4 separate regions of the Mus musculus genome follow, and all the other regions are linked to region 1. The links are chromatin contacts, called in public HiChIP or PLAC-seq maps. All regions are on one chromosome and are shown on one strand. Each heading gives the region's core, a stretch centred on a gene start, on an enhancer-like site or on the middle of the called end of the contact. The rest is flanking DNA. Distances are from core to core; before and after follow the strand shown.

Region 1 (6,488 bases), core at 3,051-5,550:
CCTCCTACAAGGACTCTTGTGATGAAATATTCACAACAGCAAAGATTTCTTTTGGCTGTGTGTAACAGCATGCTCACATGTTTGGGGGCCAGCAGGTAGACATCATTGTGGGTGTCTGTGGGAGGGGGAGTCTCCATGCTTACCACAGGCTCCACAGCTTGGCAACATCTGGCAGTACTCACTGCAGGGCTCAGGGATGCTTAGAGACTTGGCATGCTCTGGCCTTTCCTTGCCTTCCCAGCTCTGCTCCTGACATGTAAGATGCTTTGAGGGGTCATTGAGGAGATAACGTGGTGCTTATAGATTCTGTATGTCCTGAGCTGTGGTCCTTTCAAGTGTGTGTGCTGATGTGGCTGTGTTTAAAATAATCAAGTGATCACTTATTTGGCTGGAGGTAGATCAAAGGTGGACCTGAGGAGAGGCTGGGTAACAGTGGTAACAGGGACACTACTGTAGCTGGCTGTGTAAGAGACCACGGCAACATAGTTACACCTCTGATGAGCACTATGATGCCCTCTGTTCCCACTCCCCATACAATGTGTAGTGCATCTGGCTTGTATCCACAATCAAACCATTGTGACAGGATATTGTCATTTATAAAATCCACAAACCAAGATTGTGAAACCTCGGGGGCTGGAGAGACGGTTCAGCGGTTAAGAGCACTGACTGCTCTTCTAAAGATCCCAAGTTCAAATCCCAGCAACTACATGGTGGCTCACAACCATCCCTAATGAGATCTGATGCCTTCTTCTGGTGTGTCTGAAGACAGCTACAGTGTACTTACATATAACAATAAATAAATCTTAAAAAAAAATGGTGGAACCCAGCCTATAATATCTTAAGGAGGTTTGTGGTTTTATGTGGACTCCATTGACAGTCCTCCTAGGCTTGCAGGCTGGCTATGTCTGTAAGGTCTGTGACGTCAGGCCAGCTCTCAGCCATTTTCCCATGCCATTGAAGCATTTGGAGACTGTGGGTTGTTTCCTCCCACCGGCTTTCATCCTGTTCTTTCCTACCACCTAGTTTAGCCAGTCCATTTCCTTAAGAGTAACAGTCAATCACGATGAGCTTGCCTGGTCCCCTGGCAGCCGCATTCTTCAAAGAGCTAAAGCAGCCCTTTGTGTTGGCTTTGTGTCTGGCTCAGCCTGACTGAGTCCAGTCTCTCAGGTCAGCCGTATAAAAAGATGCACAGAAGGAATGAAATCCATGTCACCTCCTTCGGGGCCTGCTGTAAGCCTGAAGCTCTGAGTAAGCTTTCTGCTCCCATCTTGCCTGTCACTTTAGTCTGCTTTCCATCATATCCAGGTTATTTCTTCCCAATGCCACCTGATTCTGATCATATCTTCTTTCCCCCGGAGATTCTTTATGTACACATATGTATATGTGTGTGTGTAAGCATGTGGGTGTATTTGTGTGTGTATCTGCATGTATATAGGCTTGTCTCTGTGTGTATATAGGTATGTGTATGTAGATGTGTGTGTCTCTGTATGTATCTCTATGTGTATGTAGGTATATCTATGTGTCTGTAGGTGTGTCTCTATAAATATATGTGTGTGTATATCTGTCTCTATGTGTAGGTATATGTGTATCTATGTGTGTGTATTGGGGGGGAGTGTCTGCCTGCTTGTCTGCCTGCCTGTCTGTGTGTCTGTCTGTCTGATTGTGTATGTGTGTGTCTGTTTGTCTGTGTAGGTATGGGGGTGCAGAGGACAACCCTGGGTTTGATTCTCCTGGAACTGTTCACCTTATTTTCATTGTCCCTCACTGTCCTGTAGCTTATTAAGTAGGCTGAGCTGGCTGACCAGTGAGCCCCAGGTATTTGCATCTCTCTGCCTTCCAGCACTGGGATCAAAAGTTGTATGGCTGATTTAGACATGGGCTCTAAAGCTCAAGCTCAGGTCCTAACACTTCCTGATAAGCATTTAGCTTTCTGAGCTATCTCCCCAAAGCCCCTGGCTGGGGTTCCTTGATGGTCCTATGTGACCCACAAGATGAACTTGTAGCTCCTTCTGGTGACATTCACCCTGGCCTCTGGGAGCGCAGCAGTGTGCGTGGATGACATATGTCCTCCCTCCTCCCTTGTTGAACACTCATGCCGTCTGCCCTGGAAAGACCCTCTGAATCATTTGCTTGCTTTGCATGCGGTTCTGTTCGGGTGTTGTCAAAGGGAAATCATCACCACTGTAGTAAAAGTAAATTTCCTAGATCGGATTAAGAAACCCTCTGTCTCATCAAAGACACCTATAAAACCTATTTGATTATTTCATGCTAAATGAAGCTCTAGCCCTGACCTCTTTCCAATCATTTCTACCTCATACATCTGATTTTGATTTCATATGTATAAATGATTTTAACAAAAAGACTCAAGGGAGGGCCCACTGGCATGGTTCTGACTAGGACTTGCTATCTGAGCTGGTTTTTCGCATCTGTGTTTACCAACACACTTCTGCATCCCCTCATCTCTCAAGGATTCTGCAGGGAGGTTGGGTTATAAAGTGTTCCAGTTCCTTTATTTCCATGGTCTAGCCCTGGGCCATAATAAAATGTGAGCTGGTATCCAAAGAGACCCATGAGGAATAATGGATAAAGAACTGGCTTCACCACAACGCCTTCCAGTTGCTGTATAGGAACCTGTAATTGAAAGGGCCACTTGCCCTGTCAGACCTAGCAACCCACTACTTAGGGACCGCCATACTGGGAGAGGCCAAACCAAAAGATGCAATGCCTTTAAACACCAGGAGGGGGAAGTGAAGTGTTAGGACCAAAGGCATTTTAATTATTTTTCTCCCACATTAGAGTCAAGAGGAAGCATTTAGGGGTTAACATTTGCTAGGCTACTACAACCATTCTGAAGTCCTGGTGAGTTGGGGTTCTAGCCTATACACCTAGAGGGGGAACTAGGGAGGCTTCTAAACCTGTTAGGTTGGGAAGGATCCATGAAGACAGAAGGGCACACAAAAGACACCCTCTGGCCTTACTGAAAGTTTGCTCTTTTGATTGTGTGAACGAGGGGATTGGGAAAGATTTCCCTAAGAAGAAATTTAGGGGTATCATCTGAATCTCTGACAAGGACCCCTAAGCTTCACAAACTGTCTTCTCCCGTTAGCAGCACTGTTGGTGCCTGAGGCTCAGCAACACATGGAACCTGCAAACTACGTCACAGCAATTCTTGATTCACTTTCTCCTTAAGAGGCTCCAGTCTCTGCCAGGCGATAAAAAAGGCAGTTGTAGCCACTGGACTCACTCAGCAAACCGTATGTCCTTTCCTACAGTACAAAGAGCTGAGCTAGCCGATGCTGAACACGTCAAAAAGAATGCCTGCCAATGGGTTTTCCAGGGCCCTATGGCCGATTGGAGGCAGCTGGAAGCAGCTGGATGACTCAGGATAGGAACCGGCCCAGAACTTGACTAAGTCAGGGCAGAGGAGACCACATCCTGTCTCAGATTTCTGCTTCTCATTAACTGGAGGCTGTGTATTCAGAGCTCTGTAGACATTAATCACATCCCTAAACACCCGGGGGGACCTTTTAACACCGAGGTGGAGTGTGTGTCCCACAAGGTCAACAGAAGTCATTCTCAAAGTCAGTGGTAGAGAAAGAGAGAGAGCTAGCCAGGGTCATACTGCCTGGTGGTTGAGACAAGAGGTGGCCCCAAAGGTTAAGGCTGGGTGTGAGGGGACTATGACGTCACCTTCATCAAGGAGGGCATGAATTGGGTTTCTTCATTTGGTCCCTGATGTCTGTCTGTGTGCATTCTCTCAGAGACCTTTGGGATTGGAAAAGGAATCAAAGGAGAGAGGCTGTGTTTGCAAAATGTTGCTATTTACAGTGCCACTCTCCCTCTTTTATTCTGTATAGGGGCCACATTAAACTTGCTGATGGCTTAAAAAGTAGCTTCGAGTGACAATGTCTCGCTGAGAGAACCCTGGTAGAGCTGCTGCCTTTTAGGAATGGCAATTGAGCTCCACCGTTGGCTGGATTAAGTTCTCCAATCCAGCAGAGAATTCTGCTGCTGGCCTTATGTGATCAAAACCATCAGACGAGGCGGAGGCCTTGCAGAATGTCAAGCAACATCTTCAGGATGGTTTGCACTAAGTTCAGCACTGTGGGAATGAGTGGGGTCACCCAGACCCAGGGGCTGCATTGGCAACAGCCCCTGGGAACGAGCTGTTCAGAATGAATGATTAAACCCAAGTCAGTCATTAACTGGGGCTCCGAAGCGGCTCGGTGAGGCATTTGTAAGGCATCTAACCACAAGCTGCACACGCTGCTGGGACCCTGAGATGGCTGGCTCTGATACAGAGATCAAAAGCACAGGAAGTCATAACTCCTGGTGCTGCTTGTCAAACACGTCAGGCTGGAACCGTCTTCTTCCTGAAAACCTCTTTCTGCTGTGTTCCTGCCCCCACAGGCAAGGAGAACTTAAGGATTCAGGACCCAGCCAGGGAGAACCCTCCCTCACAACCCAAACTGAGCAACCTCATGGGAGGGGCATTTGCTTAGAATAAGGCTATTTGTTCTCTGGGAAGTGAAGTGTAGCCCGATAGACCAGTTAATCATCTACATAAGCAAGTTTCAGATGAACTTAATAAGATAAGCTGAATTAGGTCCCTACAGGGAGCTGGGAAGAGGGTAAAGGTCACCCCAACTTCCCAACTCAAACTTCAAGCCTTTTTTTTTTACTGATCTCCACATCAGGATCTTACTTATTTATGAAGAGTGCTCCCAGGCTCTTAAGACCCCTTTCTCTCTCTCTCTCCTGAGAGTCACCTCTTCAAGAGGGTCCTAGCCATGAAGGTCCCGCCCCAAGGATGCAAGTTGCATGGCTGACTTCTCCCAAAGACAAGTTCCTAAGAGCTGAGAACATACTTCCTTCTGCCTCCTCCAGGGCCTGTTTGAAATCCCTTTCTGCCTCGTTTCTGAGGTTTCTGCTCAAAAGTGTGAGCTGTGGAGGGCCAAGGGAGTAAAGATGACTCTGCTCCCTCCCTTCCAGCGTTGAGTCTTGTTTTTCCATCAGTAGACTTAGTTCATCCCTTCCTAGTAAAGTCTCACCCATTTCTCTCCACTGTCTCAAAACTGTCTCCTCTCTTCTTCCCTAAGCTCCATGGATTTCTGGGAATGCTATGGTGAATTCTTAGCAGCCAAAGACAACAGAAAATTAAGGGGAATGGTGACAGAAAGCCTGCTGAACCCTAGAATGCTGTACGCAAGCGGAGGAGGCTCTTCCTGCTTCGCGCACTGCTCACTGAAGTTCCATGATGCTCTGCGGGAGTGGTGTAGTTAGTTTCAAGTGAACTAGCTAGCCAAGATTAGGCAGACCCCTCTTCGCACCTTAAGGCTAATTTTCAAAGCATGTTGTTGACAGCTCTCAGCCACACTCCATGTGGCACAATACTCTAGTCACAGACTTCACTAGCATCCGCCAGCAACCCGACTCAATGATTCGGGAGAGCCCAAGCCATTTCTGCACAGAAGGACTTTTGAAGGCTGTTTTGCAATGCTATCCATTTCCGCTCTATCGGAGCCGCTTGGCTTCCCGCAAAGCACTGAGAACCATAGTCAGGCAAAGGTCCCTCTCATTGGGAGCACAGGCAGCTGAGCCCTTTCAGAAGCACTTCCAGGCAGGGCTCCTTTGCCGTCAGTAAATATGTGCTCACCGAGGAACGAGCAGTGTGTGTGCGCGTGTGGGTTACGAAGGATGAAGATTATGCAGGGCCAACACACGGCTTGGAAACAGATCAATGGGGCTGTCAGGAAAACTCCATGAAGAAAAGTCAAGCTAAGAAGGAGGTCAGTGATTCTCTTCTCATTCTGGGCCAATAACCTCACAGTGCTCTGCAGACGTGGCTGTCCACAGCATTGTGCATGTATGGATTCACTTCATTCTCCTGTAACCCAGGGATCTGCGTCCACGTGTATGCAAGTGTAATAAGAGATCCCAAGAAGGAATAGCTAGATTATAAAGAATAAATGCCATGATCCTCTGCTGTGTGTGTGTGTGCGTGTGTGTGCATTCTCATGTGTGTAGGTGCATGTCGAGGTTAGAGGACAACCTCCTATATCCTATTGACCTAGTTTTTTGAGACAAGTTCTTTCGATAACCCAAATCTCAACAGCTAAGCTAGCCTGGCTAACCACCCACCTGTCTGTTCCTCTCCAGCACTCAGATTACAAGCATGTGCTCCCGCGCCTGGCCTTTCTGTAGTATGGACTTGGGGGAGCGAGCTCAAGTCCTCCTATTTGCAAAGTAAGCACTTTTCTGACTGGGGCGTCTCCTCAAGTCCATTGGTACAACTTCTCAAAGGGTTCAGCTATGAGGGTCCAACTGTTTATGTCCATCATGTGCATCCTGTCCCACCACGTCTCTGACCTGCTCTCCTTCTCTGTCTTCAAGTTCACCAAGCAGGTCAGCCTTGGGTTCCACGTGTGAAGATCTACCTCAATCCTCACAATAACAGCACAGCTAGGAGCAGGCATGGTGCTTCCCAA
Region 2 (6,847 bases), core at 1,517-4,016, 630 kb after region 1:
TTTCATTGTGCAGAGACCTTGGGTTTCCAGAGAATTAGAGCAGGAGGAATAGACATGAACAATGCCCACTGTTCTGTGTGCTGGGCATCCCAGCATAGTAACCCCCAGCCACCTCTCCCTCCCATTCCCCAGTACTGGGATGGCAGGTGGTTAGTGGGACACCTCTGCGTCAGCCTGGTTTTCTGTGCTCAGGGTCTCTTACCCCCTTTTGACATGAGCTTTCTGACTGTGAAGTCCTATAAGTGCTCTGACAGGGCTTACCCAATACTTCGGAGTCTTTTGACTTCAGAAAGCTGGCCCTTCTCCAACAAGCCAAACAGCTGAACAGACCATAGTACCCGGAATGGTCCTTACCCTTGGTGTCCTTTGGGATTGAGGTCTGTCTTGTTCATGAACATTTCTCCTTACGTTGTCCTAGCCTCTCAGGTGACATACGTTAAGCTGAGTGATGTTTTGCTGATGCCCACGATGCCAAACTCTGCCTCTGTGTTTACAAGGCCCATTTGTTTCCTCGAGTGGCATTTGCTGGGGTGCTTTGGTAGGACAGCTTTCTTTACTTTCCACCTTTCGGTACATCTGGGATTCGTATTTCCATCGAACCAGAGGTGAAGCCCTGTGGGTGTGCGTGACGTAGATGCAGGGACAGGGACACAGAGGTTGGTTTGTGAAGGTATGGGGCACGGATATGGGTCTGCGTGTGTGACAGCTGTTACGTGTAGAGTGGCATTTGAGGTAGGGAGGTGCTCAGAATGGACCCTTCTCCTCCTACGCTGCCCAGAGCAGCTTTCCTATAAATGTGCACAGCCGTACAAGCACCCCAGTTCTTGAAAGTTGACGTGTGGTAGATGGCGTCGGGAACTCAAGCCTTTAGCCCCACCATATCTTACATGGTGTATGGTGATCAACTCTGCCCTTGCTGGTGGTCATTCTGTGGCTGTCTCACTGTGTCACAGAGATACCTGAGGTGTGTCACACCTGCTCCATTGGGCTGGAATCTACCTGGGTTTGGCTGCTGCTCTATAATAACCAGTGGCTGGAGCAGAATAACCAGTGGCTGGAGCAGAGGTAGCCCAGAGATGGTTGCTGTGTCCTTCCAGCAGCGCAGGCCTGGGAGGCCTGCAGTGACGGATCTGCTGCCTAACTGTCTATCTCTACCCCCACCTCTGCAAAGACTTACAACAGAGTCGACTCTCAGAATCTTCTCACACTTGCCCTTTCTGTCTCCTAGGGCATCCCTCTTCTCGAGGATGGAAGGTGGAGTCTTGGAGTTTTTCCTCTGACATCAAGAGGCCAACATCCCCCAGCAGGTAAGCAGGCCCTTAATAAGGTTGATCCCTTTAACCTCTACCCAGTAGGGCAGCATTTGGTGCCTGAGATGCACAGGCCAGTGAATGCATATCAGGGTTAGAGAGGAGGAAGGCTTCCAGCACACAGAGATTCACAGAAGCAAGGGGAAATAACTTTCAGAAGTTTCCGGTGATGTGTCCTTTCACAGGTATCACCAGCACCTCCCTTATTACCCACCCCCCCTTCATCTTCTCCAGTTCAGTGAGCCCTGCCGGCAAAGGTCAGTTGCCTGAGGCTGGCACCTGTGTGTTTCCGGGATGGCCACGTTCCTGTTTATTTTCTGAGAATTCCCATTCATGTCCTATGGACAAACCAGCCCAGCAGCTTGCTGTCTCTGGTGACAGCATGGGGCAGGGCCAGTGGCCTGTCCTGCCTTTGCACAAAGGAGCTGTTATTTTAACATGAGTTTCTCAAGTCCAGTGATGAGCAGTTGGTTCCATTGGCCCTGAGGTTCGAGATCACACACACGCACACACCCTTTCCAGGAGTGTCGGGAGGAAGGGCTGAAGAGGATTAGTGGGTACATGGTGTTGTGTTCTTGGATTTGTTTCTGATCTTTCCCATCTGACTGCTGGTAGGACTGTCACTGTCCCCAGTAAAGTCAGTGGAGGAGGAATTTACACATGACATGGCGGCACCTTGTGTCTTTCTGGCTACTACCTCTGAGTGCAGAGTGCCTGCTCTGGAGGCTGCAAAAGCAATTTGAGGACCAGCTGCTGGGTCATGTCATCTTCCATTCTGGAACATATATGCACTTTCATAAAGCCCACTGCTGGCTACAAGAGTTGTTCAGGCATTTTCTTTAAATCCACGGTGCCCTCTGTGAAGCCAAGAAAGCTCCTTGGTATTTGTTTCTACGTCTCTGCTGATCTTTTTTGTCTTGTCTGTGTTCGAGTCCACATGTGCACTAGGGTAGGGAGAGTGCCTGGGTGTCCTGGGATACCACAAAGTATGCAGGAGCTGTCAGCCCTGGCTGGGGTCAGTGTTCAGGCTCCTGAGGTCTGGGGGTTTAATGCCCAGGAAGTGGCCAGCAGCAGGCCTTTTCCTTATAAGTGCAGTTCCTTGCCCTGTGGATGGTGATGTGTTTGGGTTGTGGAAACAAGCTGAGAGCCATCCACATTCCACACATTCTTTTGGCCTGGCATTGGGGGCTTGGGGGGGGAAGGGCTCTGAATTTACTATGGGTGGCTGTGGCTTGATTCTCTCTGGGTGAACACAGTGGTTTCCAGAGGGTTGTGCAACAGGAAATGGGGCAGGGGGCTGCTTCTGCTCTCCCTCTTCAGCCTTACTGCTCTTGGTTATTCGGGTCGAGGCTGGTTGAGCAGGCCCTATTCTGATCTGTGTTGGAGGAGACTAAAGGGTGCGACTGCTCTTTGGCCCCAGCACTTTCCTGGGTGGTATTTGTGTGGTTTGCTTTTTCTGGCGCTCTGCCAGATGCACAGGGCCAGCGAGATGTTAGGGAAGAGGAAATAGGAGGTGCCCTGGGGTGACTCTGTCATCTCAGGCGAGCCAGTGGGCCTTGGTGTCTCCTACCTGAGAACCCAGTGTGCTGAGGTAGGCAAAGGGTGCTTACCCCGAGATGATATATCTTTGGGTGCAGTTCAGGGACTCCCCGTCAGTCATCACAGCACTCAGAAAGCCCAACACTTGGTGGCTGTGATACATAGTGGTCAGTTCCTGTGATTTTTGTCCCAGGAAAACAACTGTCCCATGTTCTCAGTGTTTATATTCATAGCCTGATTGGCTCAGAGGTCATTGTGATAGAGAGCTGCCCAGCGTTTCGATGCCCAAAGTGCTGCGCTGCCATTTCTGTTGTTTACTTAGAACACCTGCTATATAAGGTGCAAAAGCTTAGCCTGCTCCTGACCCCAGTTGGTTCCAGTTGAAAATCTTTTGCCCTATGACCATGCATATTGCTGCTCAAAGTGATGGGGGCAGTGTTCAAGTCATCTTTGAGGCCAGTGTGACCAGCCCGTGTACCTGTGATAGATAGATAGGGGTCTTGCTTGATAGGTTCGTTAAAAGGCGGGAAAAGTCTTAAGCACCACAGGTAACATTGTAGAAATTGTAGAAACACTGCAAACAGGAGCAGGGAGAGTCAGCAGTTGAAGGAAGGGTTTTATGAGGTTAGAAACACAGGCATGCAGCAGGCACACAGAGAAAAGGCCCTCTGTCTGTAAAGCCGCATGTCTTTATGCCTGCAAAGGGATATCAGTCTCTTTAGGGCTGTGTGTGTGTGTGTGTGTGTGTGTGTGTGTGTGTGTGTGTGTGTGTGTGTCTGTCTGTCTGTCTGTCTGTCTGAAGTTTTCTCTCCCCTAATTTAGGGTTAGTTAGTTTGAAGACAGGTATGATGAATGTTGGTGGGCCCACAACTGTTATGTGACCTGTCCTGACCTAGCCTTGAATTTGCTGAGGTGGACCTTCAGCAGGGAAGGGAGACCAAAGCCTCCAGGACTTTTATTTTAGGCTACCAGGCTTTTGTCTCAAGTCTGGAGTGGGGAGGTGAGGAACCCTCCTCTTGAAATTCGACACCTTTATTACCTAGCCATGCGCTCCCCCTCCCTCTAGTCTGTCTACCAGGGAGTCTGTCTAACTCGTGCTCTCTAACCTGAGACAGTTCAGAGCTCAGCCCAGCAGGTAAGAACAAGCAGGGAGCCTGAGGTCATGGAGAGCCTGAGCTCTCTGTCTGTCCGGTGTGTCCTGTCCTCTCCCACTACGTCATCCCCCTCTACGGTCCACACCAGCTCCACACCAGCGTGTGGCTCAGAGTCCCCTGCAGCTTTGATGATCACCTGCTCCTTTTGAATTTTCTTAGGCCCCAGGGCTCTCTGTGTTCCCTGCCCATTTTACAGATGAGAAAATAGGCCTCTGAGAGGGCCTCATTCCGGCTTAGCTCAGGGGGTTAGTGTGAAATAGAAAAGCCCAGGCCTAGAATTCCACCGGGTTTGTGTGCCCTCCAGGGTACCTTAACTCACTTCTTAGTCTGTACCTGGGAGGCCACAGGAGTCATTGGGCATGTGCCACATCCCTGATCCCATCACGGACCTGTTTGGAGAACCACAAGGAGCCACAGAGTAGAAATTAACAGGTGAAGTTAATATTGGGATGGTAAATGTCTTTAAATGTCAAATATACAATTAAGAAATTAAATGGTCTAAAAGGAGGGTTCTATCAATGTATGGTGGCTTGCCTATCGACTTTTTCTTTAGAAAACCAGTTTATGCATCGTGGAGAGTCACTAACAAATTTTGAGCTTGTGTTATGTACCTTGTATCTTGAATGCCCCTTAGAGCCCCATGTGTTGAAGGCTTGACTATCAGCCTGGGGTACCACTGAGGGGTGATAGGACCCTTAGGAGGTGTGGCATTATGGGACAAAGTCATGGGCTCACTCTTGAGCTGTGGGTTAGGATCAGGACATAGAGCAGGAGATAGTGGCTCCCAGACAGAGTCAAAGTAATTAATGCCCATAGCCCGGCCAGCATGAAACCCTCAGCCGGCTCAGACCATCTCCATCTGACATTCAAGTGCCAAGTCTCTCCCTTGGGTGCCTGTGGGCCTCTCTGGGGGTCAGGTGTGACCTCACAGTTTCTGGCAGGTGATCAAGGAGGCCTGAGGCCAGCAGTGGCTACGGGAGGTTGTTCTTGGTGTCTTCCAAAACCTCTGCCTTGAGACAGCCACAAAATCTGTGCATCTTCAGTCAGTAAAGGACTTCAGCTGAAGGTGGGCAAGATCAGTGGGGGTGGAGTGGGGGACTGGGGTGGGGGGAGACAGGAAAGGAACCTAAGCCTACTTACTGTTTATAAGAGGCCGCCCATGTGACAGCCTTTTCAAGCAGGTGTGCCCTGGGGACAGGGAAGACATTCTAATCATACTTGAGGCTGGGGGGGGGGGCAGCTGTTGGGCTGTAGAGGAAGAAAAATTCCAGTGTTGTTTATATTAAGGGCCTTAGAATGTCTTGATGAAATATACTTGGACATGGGAGACCCTTCCAGTCCATTGAGAGACACTTCATTCCCAGGCCCTGTGCCCAGAGTTCCCTGTCTGCTCAGTGTTTAGAGCAGATGGAGCAGACTGGCTCTTAGGAGCAGCACATGAATGGGATGGGGTGCACAGCTCACCTGGGAGCCACGGGGTGGGCGATGAGACCCAGGACCCCTTCAGACTATCCAGTGTGAACCTCCGTGCCGCATTGACTATGACCTACATCCTCCAGCGTACTCCACTGCAGCCCTGTGTGACTCCCAGTACCCCACACAGGGCAAATGCTTGCCCGTTTTGTTTTGGTTTTTTTTTTTTTAAGATTTGTTTCACTTTTACGTATGTTTGGATATGTACAAGCCTGAGTACAGAAAGGTGCCCTTGGATTACAGAAGAGGGTGTTGGGTCCCCCATGGAGCTGAAGCTACAAGAGATTATGAGCTGCCTAGCCTGTGTGTTGGGAACTAAGCTTGGGTCTAATGGGTTCCTATGCGCTGTCTAGCCCCTGACATAATTTTCATTGACATTCTCATTCTCTGAGAACGCCATGTGTGTCTGCAGTGTATGGATTCCTGGATGAAGGAGCTCTAGTAAGGAGACTGGATTGTATTTATTTGTTTAGATAAGGCCTCAGATAGTCCAGGTTAGCTCTGATTGGCTATGTAGCCAAGGATGACTTTGGGCTCCTGATTCTCATCACTTCCTCTCCAGAGTGCTGGGTTTACAGGCATGGTCACCATGACTGTTATGCAGAACTAGAGACTGATGATTGAAACCAAAGCTTTGTGCATGCTGGGCAAATACTCTCCCACCAGAGCTACATATTTAGCCCTGTATTTCATTCTTGAATTATTACAATTATCTATGCAAAGAATGTATAGCTACTCTTCTCAAAGTTAGGTATGATGGCCCATACCCGGTAATCTCAGCCCTTGGTAGACAGAGGCAGGAGGATCTCTGCAAGTTCAGGCCAGGTAGGGTACCTATATGCACACATAGTAATACTCTCTCAAAAACAAAACAAACAATTGTCCTCGTAAGTGCAGGCAATTTTTCTTTGATTCAAGCTACAATGGAATTTGCATAAATTAGTGTGGATTTGCATAGATTAGTTTAATATTTGCATAGACTAGTTTCCTTGGACATTCCTTTCCCCATCAGTAAACAGGAATCCAGAGTCTTGTGGACTACAAGGGAATCAAATGTGTGCTCAGACTTGATGGCCAAGGAAAGGTCCAGGCAGTTGGAAGGATCCAGAGTTGTATCACAGCAGGGCCTGGGAGCCAGACCTTGGGAACTGAGGCTGCCCTTCAGGATTTGCAGAATCACATGGTTGCCCTTGTCTGTGCATCCTGCCCTGTCACCAGGTCTCTGCTTCTCACTCTAGGAGCACCTGACCCAGGGATGGCTGCCAGCCCTTGAATAGCAAGCAGTTCTTTGTGGGACATGGCCCTGGCCACTTGGGATTTCTTAGCTCACCGAGGAAGATGCTAGGACTTATGGGTAAGGGACAGACTTGG
Region 3 (6,511 bases), core at 716-3,215, 980 kb after region 1:
ATTCAAGGTCAACCTTGGCTAAACAGCAAGTTTGAGAGTAGCCAGAGATATGTAAATCTCAAAATAAAAACAAACACAAGCTGTGGAAATGGAGACTCTACCCAGCTTGTGGTATGCATGCAAGCCAGGAGGGCTGGGGGAGCCAGGGAGGATGGGTGGCGTTGGAGGGAGAGCTGTGACCAGAGGAGAGCCATGGCCTAGAGGCTCACTAGAACTACTTTCTTGAGACTGGTCAATGAGGAAACAGGAAAAGGGAAGATGCCTAGGTTAGGTCTCATTCACTAATCCGAGACTACATAATGAAGCCTCAGCAGGATGACAGAAAGCGAGAAGATTCTGGCTCCGTCCAAAGGCAGAGCTGACATTCTGGGATCTAAGAGAACAAGGGAAGAAAAGACCACACACTGCATTTTCAAATTAGTGAACAAAGGTCTGTACTGCCTCGGACTGGGGTGGGAAGAGGTTCACAGGTATGGGGAAGATGTCTGATTTTTATTTTGTTATTATATTTTTAAAGCAGAGTCTCACCTTGGGTCCACAGCAATCCTCTGGTTTTAGTCTCTTAAGTGCTGAGACTACAGGATGTCCAACAGGAGAAAAGTCATGTTCAATCCAAAAGTTGGATGTGATGAGGAGGGGACAGGTGGATAGGTCTGGGACAGAAAATTTAGTGTCATCAACCTCTATATGATATTCAAAGGCATAAGAGAGGCAAATAAAACAGGTCTAAGGTTGACTCCCAGCATCATCCATATTTAAACCTTAGAGAAGTACAAAGGAACCCCCAAAGAGATTGAGAAGCCAGATGTGAAGCAGGGGAGTCCTGGAACTATTTCACAAAGAGTTGGGGTTTCAAGGTGGAGTAGGGACGAACAGTAGAATGAACCCACATGCCAGCATCTCTATTAGTGTTTCTGCTAAGGACGAAGATAGAGGCAAGGCACAGAACAAGCCAGGGCCTCTGCTGTGTTAGGGACAAGGAAGGCTGAACAGTACACTGGCTTGAGGAACACTGGAACTCGGAAGAGTTCCAAGAACCAAGAGCTAGGCTGCCTGGGGCCCTGGGCTGCCCATTAGCTTGCATTTGAACCAGGTAAAGCCCAGGGCATTTGAATCAGGAATGTGGGCTGTTTATAAAACACCCCTGCATGGTGAGACAGTGCATAGACCCAGGACCTTTACGGCCTCGGACTCGTCCTGGATCCTTGGAAATCTACAACAATCTAATTCATTTGGAGTCGTTGGCATGAGCTCTCAGCTGCAGTGCGGTCTAGCTTCATGGGCTCCTGGACTGGGCTAAAGTGGGGTTAGTGTCGGGCGCTCGGAGGGCTGCGGCGTGGAGGTTACAACTCAGTTGTGCAACATTTTCGTGGAAAAGCCTAGAAGCCCCCGTGGAATTCCGTCTCACCTACCACCCCAGCCTCAGGTTTAGTTTATTGATGAAGCGTTGGACTCCCGTGTATCCCATGGGAAGGGAAGTAACTATCCTGCTGGGTTTAGAAAGGAGGCAGAAAGTTGCCAGACGGGGGGAGGGGACCCCGCGCGTCGCAGAGGTTCCTTAAGCGCTCAACTGGCAAACAAACAAAAGCGCGGGCGGGCGGGCGGGCTCGTGCGCCACCTTCCCCGTACAGAGGCGCGGGGGCTGGCACGGGGCAGTAGGGATAACCGAGAGGGACCAGGGCTCTCAGCTCGCAGATCCGCGGGCTGTAGCGGCATCCGGACGTCCCGCGGGGCCCGCCCAGTGCGCTGCGACGCGATCGCACAGCGCACCCCACGCGCGCGGGCCGGCCGGCGTGATGGACTACAAGTCCCAGCAAGCCCAGAGGCAGCGCGGGGCGGGGTCTGGCGCAATTCCCCGGGATCCGGCGCGCTGGGAAGCGCCGCCGAGGACGCAGCGGCGGCCGGAGGGCGGCGAGCGCAGGCGGGGGCGGGGCCGACGTGGGCCAGAGCCCTGCGTGCCAGGGAGGGGGCTGGCCGGGCAGCGGCGGGCGGCGCTCGGAGCGGTCTCCGCGGCTGGCAAGGCGCCTACAGCTCGGTCCCGGCTTGGCGGACGGCGCAGGGCAGCTGAGGGCCCCGGCCCGCGCGGTAGCGCGGCACTCACAAGCGCGCGGACCCAGCCGCAGCCGTGCGCCCGGAGCAGAGCGGCCACTGCCCGGGGGCCTCGGCCCCGGCGCTCGCAGCGCCGTGCTGCCTGCGCTTTAATGGCTGCTCGGCCGGCCGGCGTGTAGGGGTGCGGGCGGCTGCGGCGCGGGAAGGCGCCCGAGCGAGCCTCCTCCGCGGCCGGCCGCGCTCCATGGCGCCGCGGTCTTCCCGGACGGCCCGCTGACCCGGGACGCTGGTCCCTGCTATGAACTGAGCCCCTCTACTGCTTCATCCTCAGCGTTCTTTTCTTTTTCTTTTTCTTTTTCTTTTCTTTTCTTTCTTTCTTTCTTTCTTTCTTTCTTTCTTTTTTTTTTTTTTTGCGCCTCCTCGGCTCCGTGCTCCCCGGGGGCTGCGGCGCCCCGGGTCTCGGTGGCCCGCGGGGCTCCGGGGCGCGGGGCGGCGACGACGGGGGGCGCGCGGCTTTGGGCGCCGCGCCTGCACCATGAACTACCAGCAGCAGCTGGCCAACTCGGCTGCCATCCGGGCCGAGATCCAGCGCTTCGAGTCGGTCCACCCCAACATCTACTCCATCTACGAGCTGCTGGAGCGCGTGGAGGAGCCGGTGCTGCAGAACCAGATTCGGGAGCACGTCATCGCCATCGAAGGTGAGGGCCAGGCCGCCCGGGGCTTCTGGAAAGCGCGGGGGAGCGGGCGCCCCTGGCGCGGCGGGGTGTGTGCGCGCGTGTGTGCTTGCGTGTGTACACACGCGGCTGCCCGGCGGAGAGAGCACTGCGGTGCCTCTTGTCCCGCAAGGCCGGCCAGTCAGCCAGGGAAGATGGGTTGTCAGCGTTCATTTGATAATGGACAATGGAGTCTCTCCTGTGAGAAAGTGGCACGGTGCTGCTACGTCCGGGGCGGCCCGCAAGCCCCGTCCGGGCCCAGCAGACGCCTGGGGGCAGCTGCTTGGGATGGCGCCACTGGATCCCTGACAGGTTATCAGGCCCGGCCTGAGTGTCTTTCGTGGACGTTGAAGATGTGTTTTGAGAAGCGCTGCTGCTGGGGATGCTGTTCCGGCCAGCTTATTCAGTTGCTTCATGGCTGGCTACCCCCCCCCCCCTCCAGTTCGCGGATACAGGGGAGGTGGCACATGTAGGAAGCCAATGGGACCCAGGCAGTATCATGCCCCAGTGCTGATCGGACTGGCGTTGTACAAACGCTGGCCGTTTTGTACTAAAATCCTGAGGCAAATTATAACCCTTCTTGGGAGGCAGGACACCTTGATACTGTCTTGCTGAAAGGGGCACTTTAATCCGTCGGCTACTTGGGAGCCACCCAAGGGGCGGAAAAGTGGATGATCTTGCTGCCTGTAAGCCTGTGTTTGCACAGAACACTGTTTTGAGCCCCCAGTGTCAGGCAAGGCAGTATCCCTGCAGGGGAGGATGGAGCCGGTGGCTTTGCCCTGGCTTGTGCTCTCTTTGGACTACCCATGGCTCCCGTTTCTCTCCTACTAGGTGCCTGACCTGTTTCCTTGGGTTGTTTCTTCGGGCCTGCCATCATTTACCTGGGGGAGCAGGTGGCATCTAAATGGGTAATGTGTCATAGATCAGCCAGTGGATTAGCAGTCTATCCTCTTGAGTTGCTGTTGGCCAGTGACAGTAAAAGGCCTGCAGGTGGCTTGTCCTAGTGTAATACTGCGCCTGCCAAAGGCTAGTGAGTCCTCTGTTGAGAGCCATGGGAACCTTCCAAGTCTAGCAGGAGTGTGTTCAAAAACAGGTGCAGGTACTGCCCTGGGCTCCTCCCCCGACTCCTCCCCCTGTTGTGAGACGGCCTCTGCCCCTAAGAAAGCTTGGCTCCCGTGTGTTCTGAACTTCTAACCCTGAAGTATTTGGGTTTAAAACTTGGCTGCTTGGATAGAGATGGTGGAGGCTCTGTTGCTGATCCTCTTGGCATTTGGCAGCCTCATGTACTTGAACCACGTCCCAGGCAGGCTGGAAGACTGACTGACTATCCACCGGATATATTGTAGTTCTAGGGGAGGGTCCAAGCAAGCTCCATCCTGATGAGGGACTGGCTCTCAGTGCACCTGGGCCCCCTGAGTGTTCATGGCTGCCTGTGGTGGCTTCAGATGCTTCCAGACCCACTAAGAGGCACAGCTTCTTCTGTGTGTCATGGAGTTTTGTGGTGTTGAGGAGGGCACTGTCTCCCCTCATCATCCTCCCAGTTGATGGTGAGGAGATAGAGCTGATGGGTTCCTCTGAGAGCCGTCTGTGGGTTCCTGTCAGAAGTGCTGAAAGGTTCTCGTGTTTCTCTCAGATGGCTGCTCAGCTTCCTGGCTGCGTATACAGAAGTCTGATGAAACCCTTTGAAAGCTGGTGCCAGGAATGGAATGCACCTGACTGGAGCTTCTTGCTCTAGAGGAGAGAAAGACCTCCAGCTGAGTGTGACTCATTTCCCATTCTTAAAGCTACACTCTAGGGTCTTGTTAGCAAGAGGATGTTCTTTCGTGTTTTTTTTTTTTTTTTTAAAGTTGTTCTTCCGCAATGATCTCTCCTTGATAGCTTGATGCTCACCTTAATAAGACGAGTCCATGTCCCCTTCTCTTTATAACCTTTGTCATTCTCAGTGAAACCTGAGCTAGTGGATGGCTCATGCTGGAGACTCTGATAATGCTATTCTTTCGGCTAGGACTAGAAATGCCTATATTGTGCCAAGTCTGTAGTAAATTCAGTGAGCCCGGAGAAGAAGCGGTGGTATCTGCCTCTGTTCGTTGAGCCCTTACTTATCTACAGCGGTACACTGCACATTTGTGGAGAACTGGAGGACAGATGTTTTGGTATTCACAACGGCCTCACCATATAGAGGAGGAGGTGGAGGTTGGGAGGGGTCATGACCTCTGAACTAAAGGGTCAGTCAGGCCCCGGGTCTCTGTCTTCCCAATGCATCACTGTTTCAGGACCTCACTGTGCCTCTTGTAATTAAATCCTAATTCATGGGTTATAACGGATTGGCCTTTCTGTGTAAGTTTTAAGATACGGGCAGGTCTTTCATCTGCTTCTTCGGTGTTTGGCATAGTGAGAGCGTTGCCAAGTTGTGTAGCATGATGGTCTTGGGTGAGAAGAGGATAAACGGTTCTTACTGAGAACCTCACGCATGCGTGTGTGCTTTGATCATCTCTGCCTCCCAGTCACTTCCCATCTCCCCTCCCAACTTGATGCGCTTCCTCGCTCTCACTGCCATTACAAATACACAGGCCCATTTACTGCTGCTGTGCATACGTGCACTGGTGCAGGATTGTCCACTGGAGCATCCATTGCTCTTTTAGGGGCCACATCCTTGAAGAAAACTGACTCTTCCTCCCCAAAGCAGTCATTAAGTGCCAGATGCTCCTCAGCTAGGGACGAGCCCTTCCTCGTCTGTGCTGGAATTTTGGCAGCCTTGGTCTTGTGAACGCTATCATAGCTGGTATTTATTTATGTGCACAGTGATGTCACGTCCAGCGAATCCTGCTTCAGTGTTGACATCCACTGTCATCTTTCTGACCCTTCCTCTGCAAGGATCTCCGAGCCTTGGTGAGAGGGAGCAAGTGTTAGACAGGTGTTCCCTTCAGAGCTGGGTACTTCCCAGTTTCTTATGCTCTGGGTATTGACCAGTTGTGGGTGTCTATTAATCTGTCCTGCAAAAAGAAGCTTCTCTGATGAGGGTTGGGAGCTGTACTAATCTAAGGGTATAAAGATTAATTCAGGGGGCAGTTTGTTATTATATCCCTATAGGAGAACAATAGTATTAGGTTCTCCCCTCAGGCCTATAACCTAGCAGAACATGTGTTTTTGGCTTAGTTAGCAACACCAGACATAGAGTGCGTCTTGTAGAACGAGATTTAAATCCAACCAGAAAGTGGTTGGTTACTCCTATAACATTTGTGCCACTAATGCATATATTGCCATGTGCCAGTGGATATATCTTGGTAGGCTAGTCATTGTTACAGCTTGTGGGATCCACAGCTGGGTAAAACTGTCAAATATTTTTAGTTCTTGGTCACATAAATATAACCTTCCAGCACTATGACTGCTAGCCAGTGGGGATGAAATCCCAGGTCAGTACCAGCCTGATTTCTTCATGTCTTACGTATGTGGTGACCTCAGCTATAGGGCCTACTGTCAGATTTAGAAGTTAGCTAAGAATGACAGCAGTAGGTTATAAGAAGTGTCTGTTTTAGGAGTCTGTGGTATCCCACTAATCAGTAACTTTTGGGGGGCTGGAGAGATGGGTCAGTGGTTAAGAACACTGTTGTTCTTTCATAGGATCTAAGTTCAGTTCCCAGCATCCATGTCTGGTGGATGCCTGTAACTCCAGCTCCAGGGGATGTCCGATGTCCTTTTGGGCGTAACCAAATGTGGAACCTGCAGACACAGGTGCATGCAGACACAGG
Region 4 (6,787 bases), core at 377-2,876, 600 kb after region 1:
GAAGAGAAGAAACACAGGAGAAAGGGGACAGGCCTGGGCTCTTCTCTGCTTTGTCGGCTCTGGAGACTCACTGTGAAGCTGCCACCTTGGGTCACCCGTGAAGGTGGGCCGGAAGGCTAAGGGTGTGCCGATGCCGAAGCAGGTGGCATCGGGTGCTGTGTTACAGTAAAGAGAACTGAGAGTCCTAGGATGAAGGCCTGGAGGCTTGCGGGTTAGTTCTGAAGGAGCTGTGCTGTTAAGACAAAGGAGAAGAGTTTCGAGTAGTAACAGAAGCAGATCCATCACTTGAGGGTAAGTAGATAGACAGGATGGCAGGAGCTAGGGTAGGGCCGAGATGCTCTCAGATATTCAGGGGCTGACATCACATGGGCAGTAGGATTGAAGGTCCAGGGAAGGAGGGAGAGACATTCTTCAGGTCTAGCAGCCTAAGAACAACCTGCAAATACCTGCCCAGGTGTTAATATCTGCAGCTCTTGCACAGCCTTTGTGAGGGCTGGTGGCGGGCTTTTGTTCTAAAGACATGGCTCATGATGTACCTTCATCCCCAGGGTCCATCAGGTCTCCCCAAACAGAGCCCCCCCTGGTCTCCCAAGGTCAAGAGCTGACCCGTACCATTTATCTGTCTATCCAGTGTCCTTTTGCCTTTACCTCTGTGTGTGTGGTGGTGGTGGGGGGGGGAGTTAGTCTACCTGTGTGTGTGTGGGGGGGGGGTTAAACATGCCTATGTGTGGGTGCATGTGTATCTCTGTGCAGGTGCATGTGTGTACATGTGTATGTGGAAGCCAGAGGACAGCCATGGCCATCAGTCCTTTACTTTATGAGACATTCTCTCTGACCTGGAATTCGGCAGTAAGCTCCAGGGGTCGGTTGGTCAGTCTGTCTGTCTGTCTGTCTGTATGTCTTTGAGTCCCCAGTACTGTGATTATGAGTGTGTGCTGTCACACTCTGCTTTTGCTTTTATTAGGTTCTGGAGATTGAACTTAGTCCCTTTACTGGCTGACCTCCTCCCCTGTTCTTTATATCTCATAATCTATGCATCTTCTAGGCACAACGGGGTGCACTGGCCGAGTGAAACGCAGTGGTGACTCTGTCTGACAAGCCTAACTTTCTCTTTTAAGGTATCTTGGCACTCTAAAAACTTAGCATATATGACCAGAGTAATTCCTGGCTTATTTTATGAATAATAATAAGCTTACTTAAAATGCTGTCAGGTAACCATCACAGAGTTGTATACAATTGAATTTTTAATTCAGGCAGATATACCCTGCCTTTGTCTATCAGTCTTATGTTATTGCTTTTTGTAAAGGGGCTTGAACGTTCAATAGCTTTAGGATACAAAGTTGTCTGTGGAATATGCTAAAAAATTCAAATGCATTTAAGTGTTTGAAATTCACCAAGGACTATGGCTCTGACAGACAGCATTGTCAGAAGTTTGCATGTAGTCCATGCATGTATGGAAAATCGGGGTACTACCAGAAAACAATTCACCTATGAACTACTAATGCATCGTGCTGGTCCACAGCAGCCTGTGTTCTGTGCAGCCCAGTGGCACTAAAGGGGTGAGCAGAGCATAGCCACATGGTCCTGGCTGCTACAGTTTATTCTCAGCCAGACATCCTATCACAAAACTTGTGTTTCATTTCAGAAATATGTTCCTAAAGCCTTTCAAAGAGCAGTTCTATTCCTGGCAGGTACTGGGAAACCTTTGAATAGCTCACCTTTTAAGGGTTGGGGCCAGGAAATGGCATTTGAATTTGGTACCTCTCCAAGACCATAGTGGAGATAAGACATCAGGATCCATCGTTATTCCTGTGCGCACCACCACACCGAGTTTGGCTTATGTTTTTATCAGAATTAGGAGAGAGTCAAAGGACTTGTCATTGTTTGGACACACACACACACACACACACACACACACACACACGCTCACACACGCTCACACACACACATACACATGATACCCACTTGAAACAACTGTGATTTTTAACATAAGAGTTTCTTCTGTGGTTTCAGATTCTTTCTGACTTTATCGGACTTTCCCCTCTGTCGTGCATTGCGACATGTCTGTAAGTAGCTGTTTCTTTGTGGTCTGTCAAATCTGAAATGGGCTAGTTTGCATAACCAAAGTCATCCAGGAAGATCCTGGCTGGGAATTAAGTAAATGAAAGCCTATTGGGGGTTCTCCTAGCGCGCTGCATTTGTACCAGGCCGTCGTGGCAAACAATAGCTGAAAGAGACTTTGGTGAGCTAGAATTTGAGAAGTTCCTTTCCCCAGAGGCCTCTACAGTGGCCTTTGGCTGGGCCAGTTTCGAGTCCCAGTGCAGAAGAACCTGGGCTTCCCCGGTCTTTCCTTTTGAAGTTGGGTCTGTAAGTGTTGACCTCAGGGCGGACCTCTTGCTATTGGGATTTTCAAAGGATATCATGAGAAGTGTCCACACCCTGTCCCAGGTAGATTTGGGATTCATCCTGACTTAGGGCCTCTTGTGAGTCTTGTGTGCACACTTCTGTTCTTAAATATTGAGTAAATGGAGCATTTTGTGGTCAGGGCAGTGACCTGATGGAGGTGTGACCTGGTCAGGATGTCTTCTCATCAGAACAGAGTACTGGGTTTTGGTTCTTTGGACCTTCCAGCTGACCTTTAAAGAGCAAGTGTGTTTACCTTGCCCTTTGTTCAAGGTCCTGGGAGGAGGAGGAGGAAGAGGAGGAGCCCCGTAGAGGGAGAGGAGGGGGGTAAGGTAGAGGAAGAAGAGAGATGAGATACTGCAGTTTGTGCTCCAGGACCCAGACGTAGGTTGGTCTGCTCTGCCTGAAGCAGAGAGAGACTCTAGGAAGGGAGGAAGCAGCTTGCTAGAGGATCCTGTGCCTTGCTTGGCTGGGGCTTGGGGAAGCATGGTTGCTGCACTGTGAGTACTTTATAGATGCAGGAGTTGTCCACAAAACAGATGCTTTTTCCTTTTCTAAAAATTATCACTGTTCCCCCCCCCCCCCCCAACCAAAATCTGTTTCTGCATTGAATTTGCATTATTACTCAATAACTAAATGTTCCTTTTAGAACACAGGAGAGTGTTAAAGGGGAGGAAGTTCACAGCAGTAGTCTCCACACAGATGACGGAGCCATTCACATTTTTATGTGAGATTTGAGGGTACTACGGCATGGTGCTTCTGGCTACAGGGATCTGTTTTGGACAAATACTTTTTTTTTTAAGGTGCTTGTCTGAAGTCGATGTTTTCAGGTTGATAAATAGGATCTGCATTCCTGCTTTTGACTCTAGGTTCGTGTTGAGGTTCATCATGCACATTTTATATTTATTGAGACGGGGGGGGGGGGGGTCTCAGTATGTAACCCTGGCTATCCTAAAATTCGCTGAAGAGACCACGATGGTCTTGAACTCGTGGGAGATTCTCTTGCCTCTTTCTCCAGAGTGAGGGGGGGCTGGTAGTAAAGGCATACTTAACCGTGTAACCACACAGTTCATAGTTGCTCTGATCATAAGCTACATTCAGGGAATATCTCATAAACATAAGCATCGTTCAGTACAAGCTTCCCTTAGAATGAGTCAAAATCTATAAAGCCCTTTTCACCGTGATTGACTATTGGCGACTCTCATCCTGTACAGTAAAGCCCCTCCCGAGGCGATGCTGCTGGGGGCAGGTTCTGTTTGCTCTAAAAGCAGTCCCCCTTGCCCACCTCTCCTCGGGGCTGGTTCCCTAAGGTGCACTACTCTTGGAAGTTGTGTTTCTCTTGGGACCCTCGGGTAGGGTGAGGGGCTGCACCTAGGAAGGGGACAGGTGGTGACTTTCATGTCTTCAGGTTTGAGAGCCAAGGTCTTGAGCTCTCCAGGTCGCCTAGGAGAGACTTAGGGGCTCTCTATCAGAAAGACTGCACTCTGCCTGTGATTTAGCACAGGGAAAGGCGCCGACCTGACTTTGGGAACCTCTGTGTTCATTGAGAGAAATCCTGATCCCGGCTGCTGACTGCCCCAGGTCACAGTTCTCTCTCCAGACTGCAGTTCAGTGTCACAGGACTTCTTCAGTCTGGCAAGAGAGAAAAACCAATTTATGGGTGGAATATTTTTTTGGCCTGTCTCCTGAGAGTGGTTTTGGCATTGGCTGTGCGTGTGACTCATCTACCCATTGGTAACATGAAGCAGCATTTTGGGGGCCTTGTAAAACCCTAAGGAGGGTCATGGACTGGCTTGGCTGGCGGTCTGAAACACTCAGGGCTCATTAGCTTTGCGATTTGGTTCTGAGTGCCAGGTGCTCCCTTTATTGGGTTTGAGGTCAAGCGCTGGGCTTAATGTTAACCCACTCACTGCCTGACTAAGTAGGTAAAGGAGGTATGGAGACCCCAGAGACAGCTCTGCAGGGGTGTCTACTCATCGCATGAGAGAGTGTTAAAGTACACGGGGGAGGAAGGTAGGGCTTACAGATTGAAGTTGGGGCAGGAGAGGAGTCTCAAGCCTTAGGTCATGTAGGAATGTGTAGGTCAGGGTAGGTAAGGTAGGAGTTTACCCGCTAGTTGGTCGTCAGTCAGGTTCCAGGCTTGCAGAATCCAAAGAACCAAAAGGGATGCAGTGGTAAGAGAGTTTCCAAAGCGCCTGGGGAGGATGCCAGAGGCAGGTGCCTGGTCGGACATGGCCCTTTTGGGCTCCTGTCAGCTTTGAACTTTATTTGAGGACACTGGGGAAATTTGATTAGATGTGTGAGCATGATTTGAAAGGCCAGAGGGCAAGCCACCCAGGGGGTGAGCAGTCCAGGGGGTGACATAGCTTGGGAGGTGACCTGGCAAGGGACTGAGCCCTTGAGTCCCTTCCTCAAAGTCTTGGTGTGCAGAGGAGTTGGGCTCCCTGCCTGCAACCTCACATGAATGCCACACAAGTGGAACACTTTCCCTCCAGTCCTGTTGTGAGATCTTTATAAAATTACTCTCCGTTGAAGAGCCTTTCCCTACAGTTCTACATTTTATCGCCCAGTTGCCTCTGCTGATGGGAATAGCTGTGCAAAATCTGCCTGTGGACTGGCTTCTCTGAAGTCGATCAGGAAGGTGGGTGGTCCCCTATGAAGACTATCTTTTCTACACACAAGCTTACTGTTAACTTGTAGTTCACTGACTGCCAGAATGATGTCCCTTTAGCACACATACACCTAGATAGTCTCGAGTGTTCTTTAGGAAACTTGGAGACAGCCTGCTCCTTGAAGAAAGCGGAGGTCCTCAGCACCCCCAGGCGGAGTTCTGAGAATGCTGCCACAAAACCTAAGAATGATGCTATAAATACCTTTTTAAAAACCATCTGGAAATTGACTGCTTGCTAAGCATGAGTTCGATTCTTACAGTGGAGAGAAGGAATGATTTCTGAGGGCTGGAGGAGAGGAGAATGGCATCCATTTGGCCCCACCAGGAGGCGGAGTAACAGGTGATTGATGCACTCAGAGCTAAGTGCCAATTGCTTAGCAGATGACAAGAAACTGGGCAGTATGGGAAAAACTTGGGTGCTTTGAGAGCATTCATTTGTTTGTGGTCGTCTTTTGCCCTCAGTTAGCGCTGCTGGCAGTCATTCCACAGAGCTGGCGAAGTGGCTAGGAAAGGAACATGCAGGAATTGGTTAGGTATGAGCTTTGACATGGAGACCGTTGGGTCACTACTCCCCTTATTTAAGGAAACAAAGCAAAGTGTGCCTTTGAAATAGGAGCAAAGAGGGTCAGAGAAGCGGCAGATGCTATTTGCAAAGTCCTGCCAGGCAGTCACTACAGCAGGATCTTTGATTTATTTCGTCTCTGGGGACATTCGCAGGGTTAAATGGTCCTGACCCTGGTTTGCTGAGAAAGAACGGAAGCCCCATGACGATTCGAGAACCCAGGGCATTGATACTGAGAACACCAGGCAAACATGGCTAACCAAGGCACCTGCTTAGCTTCCCGCTCCTTTCCACCTCTCCCACCTGGCTCCCGAGGTTATCCTTAGTTGTGGCTAATGTCTGGAGTCTCCTGTCTTCCTTTGAATTTCAAGGTTCTGCAGAAACTTCAGAAATTAAGTCATTTTCATGGATGGCAAGTTCTTGCGATACCGACCAGTGTGCACATCGCCCATCTAGCAGAGAATAGGATTCCTTGCTTTGTTAAGCTAGCGTTATGCATGAGCGAGGAGCTATTGGAAACCATGGTCTCACTGACCTGAGAGGCCAAGCTTGTATATTCTCTCCTCTTGAGTCTTGGATGCTTGTGCCAGACCTGTCTCTGTGGTGCCAGGATAATTGTAGTGACAGACATGGCCTCTGACATTTCTGACAGCCTGTCCAGAGTCTTCAGCATTTTGCCCGGAAATGTATTTTTCTGTCCCAGTTGAGGGAGCGGGGACTCTTACTTCATTCATGTAACAGAGAAAGTCAATCACACTGTTAGAGCCGAGAAGCCCAGAAGCCAGCAGCAGCGAGGACCAGACTGCTTTCCTTAGGCTGCTCTCAGGCCCTCCAGATTCCAGGGTGAACAGGCCATTGCTGCGACCAGTCCAAGGAGCTCACAGTGGGAGGCAGGAACCTGGGGTGTCAGGTGACATGTGAGAGAGGCCAGAAGATGTCCTGGTGGGTGATCTGAGGAGCATGGTGTTGTCCAAAGGCAGGAGGTGAGGCTTGACTGGGTGAGACCCTGAGGGAGAGCATGTGGAGGTGTTAGAGAGTTCTCCAGCCTCACCTTGATGCTTTGCTTTGCCATCATTCACCTCCTGGCTATCTCCAGGCTACCTATGCTCTTGGCCTCTGGAGCAGTCTGTATGCAGCAGTTACCACCCTGC

Evidence for each region. HiChIP or PLAC-seq counts read pairs in DNA pulled down with a chosen protein or histone mark.
Region 2: a FOXA1 HiChIP or PLAC-seq map of pancreatic cancer cells shows a contact between it and region 1. The contact joins two enhancer-like sites. A contact is called at or near these places in 5 of 115 datasets of contacts at active chromatin or transcription factors (embryonic fibroblasts, embryonic stem cells, extraembryonic endoderm stem cells and 1 more).
Region 3: a contact with region 1 is called in an H3K27ac HiChIP or PLAC-seq map of embryonic fibroblasts, with 8 times the contacts expected there. The contact joins the promoter of Agap1 here to the enhancer-like site in region 1. A contact is called at or near these places in 1 of 484 Hi-C or Micro-C datasets (embryonic stem cells), 5 of 115 datasets of contacts at active chromatin or transcription factors (the NIH/3T3 cell line, embryonic fibroblasts, embryonic stem cells and 2 more) and 1 of 9 other capture datasets (embryonic stem cells).
Region 4: a contact with region 1 is called in an H3K27ac HiChIP or PLAC-seq map of thymic regulatory T cells, with 13 times the contacts expected there. The contact joins two enhancer-like sites. A contact is called at or near these places in 6 of 39 promoter capture datasets (cranial neural crest, embryonic stem cells, hippocampal neurons and 2 more), 2 of 484 Hi-C or Micro-C datasets (Th1 cells and nephron progenitors), 11 of 115 datasets of contacts at active chromatin or transcription factors (the NIH/3T3 cell line, differentiating embryonic stem cells, embryonic forebrain and 5 more) and 2 of 9 other capture datasets (adipose tissue and embryonic stem cells).

The regions. Positions count from the first base shown.
Region 1 is chr1:88,471,356-88,477,843 of GRCm38.p6, forward strand. The region is part of intron 2 of Gm28888 (a long non-coding RNA gene); the gene reads left to right. Among named protein-coding and RNA genes, the nearest start is that of Gm29538, 12 kb to the left of the region's middle. Within about 2 kb of position 4,301, at least 105 of the 459 cell types and tissues checked have an H3K27ac peak or open chromatin away from gene starts, as enhancers often do. A contact at or near this core is called in the NIH/3T3 cell line, Th1 cells, embryonic fibroblasts and 3 more, where this site is marked.
Region 2 is chr1:89,106,030-89,112,876 of GRCm38.p6, forward strand. It overlaps Sh3bp4 (SH3-domain binding protein 4), which reads left to right. Exons shown (of 6, transcript NM_133816.3): 2 at 1,229-1,307. Among named protein-coding and RNA genes, the nearest start is that of Gm34331, 5.9 kb to the left of the region's middle. Within about 2 kb of position 2,767, at least 148 of the 459 cell types and tissues checked have an H3K27ac peak or open chromatin away from gene starts, as enhancers often do. A contact at or near this core is called in embryonic fibroblasts and pancreatic cancer cells, where this site is marked.
Region 3 is chr1:89,452,846-89,459,356 of GRCm38.p6, forward strand. Agap1 (ArfGAP with GTPase domain, ankyrin repeat and PH domain 1) reads left to right here and starts at 1,966. Exons shown (of 18, transcript NM_178119.3): 1 at 1,966-2,747. The coding sequence starts at 2,585.
Region 4 is chr1:89,076,870-89,083,656 of GRCm38.p6, forward strand. All of the region lies in intron 1 of Sh3bp4 (SH3-domain binding protein 4), which reads left to right. Among named protein-coding and RNA genes, the nearest start is that of Sh3bp4, 9.8 kb to the left of the region's middle. Within about 2 kb of position 1,627, at least 30 of the 459 cell types and tissues checked have an H3K27ac peak or open chromatin away from gene starts, as enhancers often do. A contact at or near this core is called in Th1 cells, pancreatic cancer cells and thymic regulatory T cells, where this site is marked.